Linked DNA regions of Mus musculus: regions 1 and 3 are each linked to region 2. The links are chromatin contacts, called in public HiCAR-type and HiChIP or PLAC-seq maps. All regions are on one chromosome and are shown on one strand. Each heading gives the region's core, a stretch centred on a gene start, on an enhancer-like site or on the middle of the called end of the contact. The rest is flanking DNA. Distances are from core to core; before and after follow the strand shown.

Region 1 (2,700 bases), core at 90-2,589, 980 kb before region 2:
AGTCTCATGTGTGTGTTTAATTAAATTGTGCTTTTAGCTCGATTACAGCTCTTGAATAGTGCTGTTTCCCAAAGTCCTCCTCCAGCAGAGCTCTAGTGTCCCTTCCGAACCTTCTATTATGGTTTGGTCACGATGAACTCTTGAAAAGTGTTGAAATGTGAAAAAGGTTTTTGCAGGAATCTACTAGTCCAGGACTGTCAGATGGAGTTCCTTGGAGAAATTCAATGGTAACAAAAGAATACATGGAATAGTGAATACTTTGAAATCTAGGGTTGAGGTGGGGTGGGGTGGGTTAATCTGGTTTCTCCTTGATTGAAACCCCATGGGAGCCTTAAGAGATAGACTGCGATACTGTAGCACTTGGCCCTAGATGAAGTGTTTTCTTTAAATCTCTACCTTGCAGGGAAGGAACTGCTGTCTTTACCTGAAGAGAAGTGGAGAACTGAAATGCCTCAGCCGAGGAGAAAGCCTAATTTTCTCTGCCAGATTCCAGCACCTGTCTGCTAACTGCAACCATTAGGCCCCAGGGGTGACAGTACAGAAACACAAAAGTATCTGTTGTGTTTAGGACACTATGTGGGTAGAACGCCAAACTCAGAATTTTGTAGATGACTCTCATCTCTAATAAACTGTGTCTGCCTTATGCTGTTCACTTTTTTTTTAAAGAAGGAAACATTTGAGGAGGTCTTAGCTTTTTTTTTCAACTGAAAAAGGCCATTTTAGTGTGAAGTGTAATCATGACACTCAGGTTTATGAATCTTTAGTATTTAGGGGTAAAATCTATAATCCAAACCAAAATATGCATTTGTAGCTAGTCTTGTATAAGACTTCTTTTAAAACAATTTGTTTTTTCCATGTGTGCGTGTGGTTTGCCTGCATGTATATCTGTGCACCACAGACATACCAGCGCCTATGGAGTCAGAAGAGGTCGTTGGAGCTCCTGTATGTGGGTGCTGGGAACCGAACCCAGGTCCTTGGCAAGAGCAGCAAGTCATCCTAACTGCTGAACTCCTCCAGCCCCCTTGTACAGGTTTTCTTAAGAAAATGATGGACTGTCCAAATCGATAGCTGCCCCGAGAATGTAAAAACTTCGACCTCTTAGCTGATTGCTAAGGTCTACAAAAATCTTCAGCCCTCAAAGAAAGTGGTCAACTTGTCCTCAGCTACCGGTGCTCGCTGGCGGGTTCGTAGAGCATCCACCCGCAGAGATGGAGCTGCCATAGTCCTCTCATCCAAAGGCCCCGTCCCCGAGGACCCCCATCTCTGCCCCCCCAGGCAGCCCGCGCTCCCTCCGCAGGTGGCCGCGCCGGAGCCCCGCCCCCACTCACTCCCCAAGTCGCGGGGCCTCGTCCGCTCTCGCGAGATCCCGGCCGCCGAGCGCTCGGGGCCTTTTCAAATCGCGATCCGTTACCGCTTCTCCGGCCGCCGCCATTGTAGCGCTCGGAGCCCTCATCGCGGCCGAGGCGGAGCCCGCGGCGGGATGGCCGATGCCGACAAGTCCGAGGCGGCCGCGGGTGACGACGGCTCGCAGCAGCAACCGGCTGAGCCGCGGCGAGACACGCACCCCGGCGAGCCCGAGAAACCGCCGCGCAGCAGCGCCAACGGCGTTAAAATGTATTGTCTCCCCCGGGCGGCCGGGCGGGAGGGCGGCCGGGCAGGGCGGGAGGCGCGGGCGGCCCCGGGGCGGGAGCAGGTGCGGTGCTGGCGGCCCCGGCCTCGGGCGCGCGGAAAAACGGTCCCCTTTAAAAGGCCCGAGGCTAGCCTCATCCTCGGGGAGGACCCAGGGATGACATCATCGGTCCTTTCCCCTCCCGGCCCGGTTCCGAGCCCCGGTGAGGGCCGCGTGTGCGGTGGTGGCTTCCAAAGTGTTAGAGCTCACCGAACCCATTGTGTTCCTCTTGATTGGCTTTCGAAAAAGGAGGACTTGGTCTCCTCCACCCACCCGGTGATGGTTGTGGGCCGTGCAGGCTGGTTTATTTATTCATTTTTTTAAAAACACAAACTCAGTGTGTAGTGGCCTTCATTTTACTATAATTCACTTACGATATAATTAAATTACTGAAATATAAATCTGAATTTGGCAAAACTGGGAACGCAACCCAGGGCCTCGTGCAGTCTCCAGGCAGGCGCTAGGCCACAAAATGACACCCCCCCTCCACCGAATGCAGTGCTTTTTTTGTAGAAGAAAACCCGAGGGCTGAAGGTTGGATCTGTCATCTGTGTCTGTAGAGAATTTAGTCGACGTTAATCCATAAGATCTTAAGTTGTAAGGCAGTAGGATAGGGGCAGATTGTGCTCGGCTGTCCTTGTCACGTGGGGCTATGTGAAGGCAAACATTTATTTTCCTATGGCTTATTCTGTAAAAACTGAAGTTGAAAATAATGCCAGTAATTTGTTAAAACACCCTCCACCTCTCCATCCTGCCACGGTAGAAAGCAGTGAACACATGCTTTCTGACATGAAGTCAGAAAAGGGAAAATGTCTTTCTGGCTTTTGTGTGGAAATACTTGAGGCAGTGATTTGGACCAGTCTGTTGAAACCGGCTGAATTGAATTGGTTGCAAACTAGATGGGGTAGTGCTCCTCAGCTTCTCTATGACAGTCTCGCTCTTAGGGTGACATCATTGTATATTTTTTCTTAACCACTGACAACGTATTTAAGAGGAATTACCCCAGTTCCCTGGGGCCTATCCTGAGCTTT
Region 2 (2,737 bases), core at 128-2,627:
GGAAGAATCGCCACAGCACGTGGCAGGCATGGTTGTAGGAGCAAGAAGCTGAGAAACCATATCTTTTAACACAAACATGATGGATGTGGTTTGAGACTTTAAATTCTCAAAGGCTTAATTCACACTGAGATATTTTCTTCAGCAAGGGTGAACCATCCCTAACCTCACCAAGAGTTCAAATGACTGTATGGGGACATTCTCATTCAAACCACCATGGCCTCCCTACCCCTGCCACACACATATACAGAAATATCTCTCCTTAACAGATATTTCCTCTGTGTTTGCAATTTCTTGTTCTTAGTATCTTCTTCTTGTTCTTGTTCTTCTTGTTCTCCTCCTGCTGCTGCTGCTCCTCCTCTTCTTTCTTCTTTCTTCTTTCTTCTTCTTCTTCTTCTTCTTCTTCTTCTTCTTCTTCCTTCTTCCTTCTTCCTTCTTCCTTCTTCCTTCTTCCTTCTTCCTTCTTCCTTCTTCCTTCTTCCTTCTTCCTTCTTCCTTCTTTCTTCTTTCTTCTTCTTCTTCTTTGTCATCTAATGTCCAGGACAGAAATAGATCTCTGAAAAAATATTTCATGTTCAGCATGTGCAAAATTGGCACATGTTGAATTCCTGAAAGAAAGATGGTCTGTAATAAGATGGGCCTTTATTGCAGATTAGGCAATGCCACCTTCCTTGGAAGCCTCAAACATAAGGAGCTTCCCTGGCTCTCTGCTGCACTCAAAAAGCCAGACTATGGCTTCCAAATGTCCTGTCCTAACTGCTTAGACAAGACCCTCTTCCTCACAGAGTGTACCAATCACATAACATTGGAACCAAATGGTGTGAAGAGATTATCTGCTACAGCTCCTTCATAAATGAAGACAGGAAATCCTTCAGATGATATGATGGGGCCAGGCAGTGTTTACTGTTTAGTTTATGGAGTTAGACTTCTTGAAAACTTGAAATTAAAAAAAAAAAGGAAAAGAAAATTTGAATTTTTTTTTCTGTCATGAAACTGTGCAAATTGAAGCAAATTATTTTCCTTTTTGGTACACCAACTTGCCCATCTTGATACTGAAGGTAGGAACAGTATCAGGACGTTGCTGGAATAAATATACAACAAAACAAAACAAAGAAACAAAAAACAACCTGTTTTATAACAAATGCTACTGAGATAAAAAGAAAGTCTTTATACTTTCATGCACAATTAAGTTTTGGAACCTAAAGATATTCTCCTCTACAAATGGAGAATCAAGGTGCAAATAACATGGATAAAAGCCACAAATTCTTGCTAAGTGGAAATGAATCAAATCCAGATCTCCTTGTAGAATCTGTCCTGGTGCTTCCTGCTGTGACCATTTTAATCTACATAACAATGGTGGCTGACAGAGATCAGTATTCAGACAGTGCTTGCCTTCTGGGTCTTTGTCCTGTTACTGTTAGGTCTTCTCTCCTGCTCCCATTTATCCCAACTGTAACATCTGTGCTAGCACAGTCACGTGCCTACAACATGTGGTCATAGCCACTTACTGAGGGAAAAGATAGAAACCACACCAGAAACCCCCTCCTCTTACTATGATCTGTCACAAGATTACATCTTCTATTTCAACCCATCTCACTTGAAACAGTAACGAACATGCTCTGCCCCTCTGACTAAACTTAATCCTACCTCAGAAAGGCTCTGTGCTTGGAGTTCACAAGCTCATTTCCAATCCAGCCTGCTCATGGCATTTCCTAGCTCCTTGAAAGCTTTCCCATATTGTTTTAAAGCTAACTCTCCTCATTACCTGGTATGTAACAAATCCTCCTCCTCATTGTCTTTTAGATTGACTGTAACTACACTGACTTAAATCTGCCCATGAAACTTCTATTCTTTCTCTCCCATGACTTTTCCCTAAGGAGTTCAGCCTGGTAAAATCATCAGGGACCATTTCTTTATTTCTGCCTGGTTCTATGAAAGAGAAAAATCTAGGTACCTAAAACTTATTACAAATTATGGCAATTGAAGAAGGTAAAAAGTTAGTTAAAATAGAATACAGATCACACACAAATAACCAGATTTCAAGCAGAGGCTTCTAGAGGCAAGAAGACTTAGAGCAGAGAAAGACAATCTGCCCACCAACCTGGGTATGGAAGGGTGTAATTACCTAGCCTGCTTTTTGCTCTTTGGTATTTCATATATTTTGAATCATCTTCTACCTATTACATTAAAATTGCATTTCTCACTAGCTGTTTTCCCAAATTCCAAACACCACGTCACTTCAACCCAATAATTTCAATTTCTCAAGCAATGTACAGAGTTATGTGTGTTAAGTACTTCTCTGCATTTCCAGGTTGTTAACAGTTCAGATTGTAAGGCTTCAAGAACCTCACATATATCCAGTAATCCTGAAACCATCAGTGCCCAGAATCGTTAAAGGTCACCACTGCTGTATAAAGTTTTAATCACAATTTTCTAAAAATATTTATAAGTATACATTTATACTATGTATAATGTGTTTACATAAATGGTCTAAACAAAGTCTGAAAAGTTTCACTTATTTCTAAATGTTCCAAGTAATTTTCTTATTATTACTGAGGACTGCTTTTATACTGAAGAGTCTTATTATTTTTTTAAAGATATATTTCAACCCAGTATGTAGTTAGACATAAGAATCCCAATAACCTTTTCTCCTTCAGGCCCCAGAGCAAACTGTCATTAGATTGTAATTTAACTCAATATCTGTTATTTTTGCAGATTTAACAAAACTTCAAACCTGACC
Region 3 (2,700 bases), core at 185-2,684, 920 kb before region 2:
GTGTGGATGAACAGCTATCATTTTTCCTCGTGTTAGGAACCAGAGCATCCACAAAGCGATGCTTCCTATTCAGAGTTCTGGGAAATCTACAGCGCCACAGGCTTTGCGTATCTGAGCTTATCTTCAGAATCTACTAACACTTTGCACCCAGGGTTGTTATTACCTGATAGCTGAGGTCCCATTACTTGGAGTTTAGAATTTATTTACTTATTGGTTCATGAATTTCAGTTCTCTTAACTGCAGGATGCCAGTCAAGGAGTAGAGAGAAAGGAGGTCCTTGGCCACATCTCCTTCTGCCCCACTCACAGAGCCCAAGTGAAAAGGGTTTGAAATAGAAAACAGTGAGGACCAGGCACCCAGTGGTACAAAAAACCGGGGGGGGGGGGTGCTGTTCCTTAACAGCCCCTGGGGTGCTGGAACAAAAGGAACCTTCTGGAAGCTAGCCATGTATAATAACAACTGAAAAAAACGTGCTTCTGCCTGGACTCCCAGGATGGACCCCACAGAACCCCAGGACAGACATGGGTGCTCTGCCACCAGCTGAGATGGACACATCTGTGTGACAACAGCTCTTCCGGAAGGTCATAGGAGACCTTCCCGGCAACTTACAGTCACTGATGATTTCCAGGGAGGGCAAGAAGTACTTGTCGCAGACGATGGAGATGGCCATGCACATGTAGAGGATAATGAGGAAGTAGATTACGATACCTCCATCCGTGCTCTCCTGCTTGGTGAAGAACCCTTCGGGAAACTCCGATGCTGGAGAGACAGCACATTGCGTGCTGTTTCCTGCCGAGGAAAAGGAAAAGATCACAAGATGTGGGAGTCACACGTCTGAAGCCCACAAAGCCTAAACTGGGGTATTTGGGAGGGATATGGGGAAGTTGGTGGAAATACGAGTATGATTCAAAGCCTTAGATAGCCTTTGTAAGAGATTATTTCATGAAATAAGCTGATAGAAGAGAGTTGGAGGGAGGCATTATTACAGCGCCTCTCTGTGTCTGCTTCTAAATGGGAAGAATGCACTGATCATGTCTCCAACAATAAGAAGAGCAGCCCTGTCCACCCCTTGGTCTCTGAACTACTACAGAACGCTCTTGAGGACGCATTGGCTGATCAAGAGCGCTTCCCATCCTCGGCAGGGCTCCGAAGCAGAGCAGATACAGCAGGAGTCGGGGATGGGGAGGGGGCAAGGCCATTCCCCTCTCCATCCCACATCTCTACGTGGGACTGGGGTGTCTGGGCCCACTGCCACCTACCTGTGGCCCTTGGGAGGCGCGGGGGCAGGGAGACACCACGGACAGGCAGGTATGCAGAGACCCAAAAGATCCCCAGCAGCAGGACCCTCCTTGTCCAAGTTGGGCCCCATTTTGTCCGCATTTCCAGCGTGCTCTTTGCAGTGTGTGGTTCAGGAAGGGAGCAAGGGAGACTTATGCTGAATCATGTGAGCAGTCTCCTTCCTCCCCAGTGCCTGCGGGGGGAGGGGGGTGTCGCAGCTTAGGAGGCCAGCAAGGGAGACAGCCTGGCTTCTCTGATCAGGAGATCCAAGTCCTAGGGAAGTTGGAAGAGTTAGGGAGGGGTGCAGATAAACACCGACTACAGCTGTTTCCATGCGGGACTCTGATGGCAGGCCCAGGCAGTCTGCAATTCTGCTCATGCCGGATCTCTTTAATATCTTCACACAGACTCTGCCTTTGACTTCCTCTAGATTTGAGAGGACCTGGGTTTGCTTGATGCTGTCCCCCCCCCCCCCCCCCCGCCCTCCACCCCCTTCCCAATAGCCGTTGTTTCTAGGAATTATTTGGGCAGGTGTATATATACTCTGCCTACCAGGGCACGCTTTGTAATTTTATTTGGATGTTCATCTACAGTTAGAGCCAGAGACAGAAAGGTCAATTAGGAGGTGACTGTAACAGTTGAACTGGGAAATGAGGGCCGCGTGAGTGAAGGTGGCAGCTATGGGGATTGAGAGCCGCCCACAGCGCCACGAACTATTCAGGAGACAGACTGGATGCTGTTTGATCATAGATCAGCTGTGCTTTTTGCCAGAAGGAGCTGTATAAAATGCTAATTGGACAAGGCAGACAGCATTCAAATGCATTCTGTAGTTTGCCAAGATCCTGAAAACCTGTAGCCGTGGAGCAACCTGTGGCTGATGGCACAGGGTCTGGGGGAGACCACAAGGGTGGTTGAGTTCAAGCAATGTTTCTTAGCTGTGTGACCTTAGGCAAGTACTTAACCTCTCTGTTCCTTCCTTCCACTATCTATAAGGCAGAGATCACCTCTCTTTTGGTTTGGTGCGTACTATATGGCAAATGTAACCTTTGTAGGACAGTCTCTTCCGTGGGGCCATTGTTCTGTTATTCTGTCACCTGTCTGGCATTACTTATTTCTTGGACTGAGATTAAAAACTGCCATGAAGAAATTCTGTAGCTTTGCAACTGTTATGATTCCTTTGCTTTGTACATAAAATTGGTGTGACAGGAATGTATTATATGCACATATGCAATATCAAACAATGAATTAACTGATAAATTAAAAATCAAGGTGCCAAGCCTTTGATGTAGAGCTTGTTGCATCTGGTGTAAAAGAGTGAGCTGCTCCTGGCTGTTCATGAGCTTGCGCTGTTTAAAAACCACCCAGCACCTTCCTGGTGGAAACCTCTCTGACACTCAGCTTTCCGGATGTGCCCTGTGGAGC

The links. HiCAR-type assays count read pairs that join an accessible place to other places. HiChIP or PLAC-seq counts read pairs in DNA pulled down with a chosen protein or histone mark.
Region 1: a HiCAR-type map of embryonic stem cells shows a contact between it and region 2, with 9 times the contacts expected there. The contact joins the promoter of Myef2 here to the enhancer-like site in region 2. A contact is called at or near these places in 8 of 39 promoter capture datasets (the C10 cell line, cranial neural crest, hippocampal neurons and 5 more), 8 of 115 datasets of contacts at active chromatin or transcription factors (astrocytes, bone marrow-derived macrophages, cardiomyocytes and 4 more) and 1 of 9 other capture datasets (adipose tissue).
Region 3: an H3K27ac HiChIP or PLAC-seq map of embryonic stem cells shows a contact between it and region 2, with 8 times the contacts expected there. The contact joins the promoter of Slc24a5 here to the enhancer-like site in region 2. A contact is called at or near these places in 5 of 39 promoter capture datasets (embryonic stem cells, hippocampal neurons, liver and 1 more), 2 of 115 datasets of contacts at active chromatin or transcription factors (bone marrow-derived macrophages and embryonic stem cells) and 3 of 9 other capture datasets (adipose tissue, liver and pancreatic islet).

Annotation. Positions count from the first base shown.
Region 1 is chr2:125,122,299-125,124,998 of GRCm38.p6, reverse strand. It overlaps Myef2 (myelin basic protein expression factor 2, repressor), which reads left to right and starts at 1,339. Exons shown (of 16, transcript NM_010852.2): 1 at 1,339-1,614. The coding sequence starts at 1,481. Gm46759 (a long non-coding RNA gene) reads right to left here and starts at 1,355. Exons shown (of 2, transcript XR_001783448.2): 1 at 905-1,355; 2 at 1-210.
Region 2 is chr2:124,144,386-124,147,122 of GRCm38.p6, reverse strand. It overlaps a transcript of Sema6d not described here. Among named protein-coding and RNA genes, the nearest start is that of 4930517E11Rik, 16 kb to the right of the region's middle. Within about 2 kb of position 1,377, at least 17 of the 459 cell types and tissues checked have an H3K27ac peak or open chromatin away from gene starts, as enhancers often do. A contact at or near this core is called in embryonic stem cells, where this site is marked.
Region 3 is chr2:125,066,861-125,069,560 of GRCm38.p6, reverse strand. It overlaps Slc24a5 (solute carrier family 24, member 5), which reads right to left and starts at 1,434. Exons shown (of 9, transcript NM_175034.3): 1 at 1,260-1,434; 2 at 610-789. The coding sequence starts at 1,380.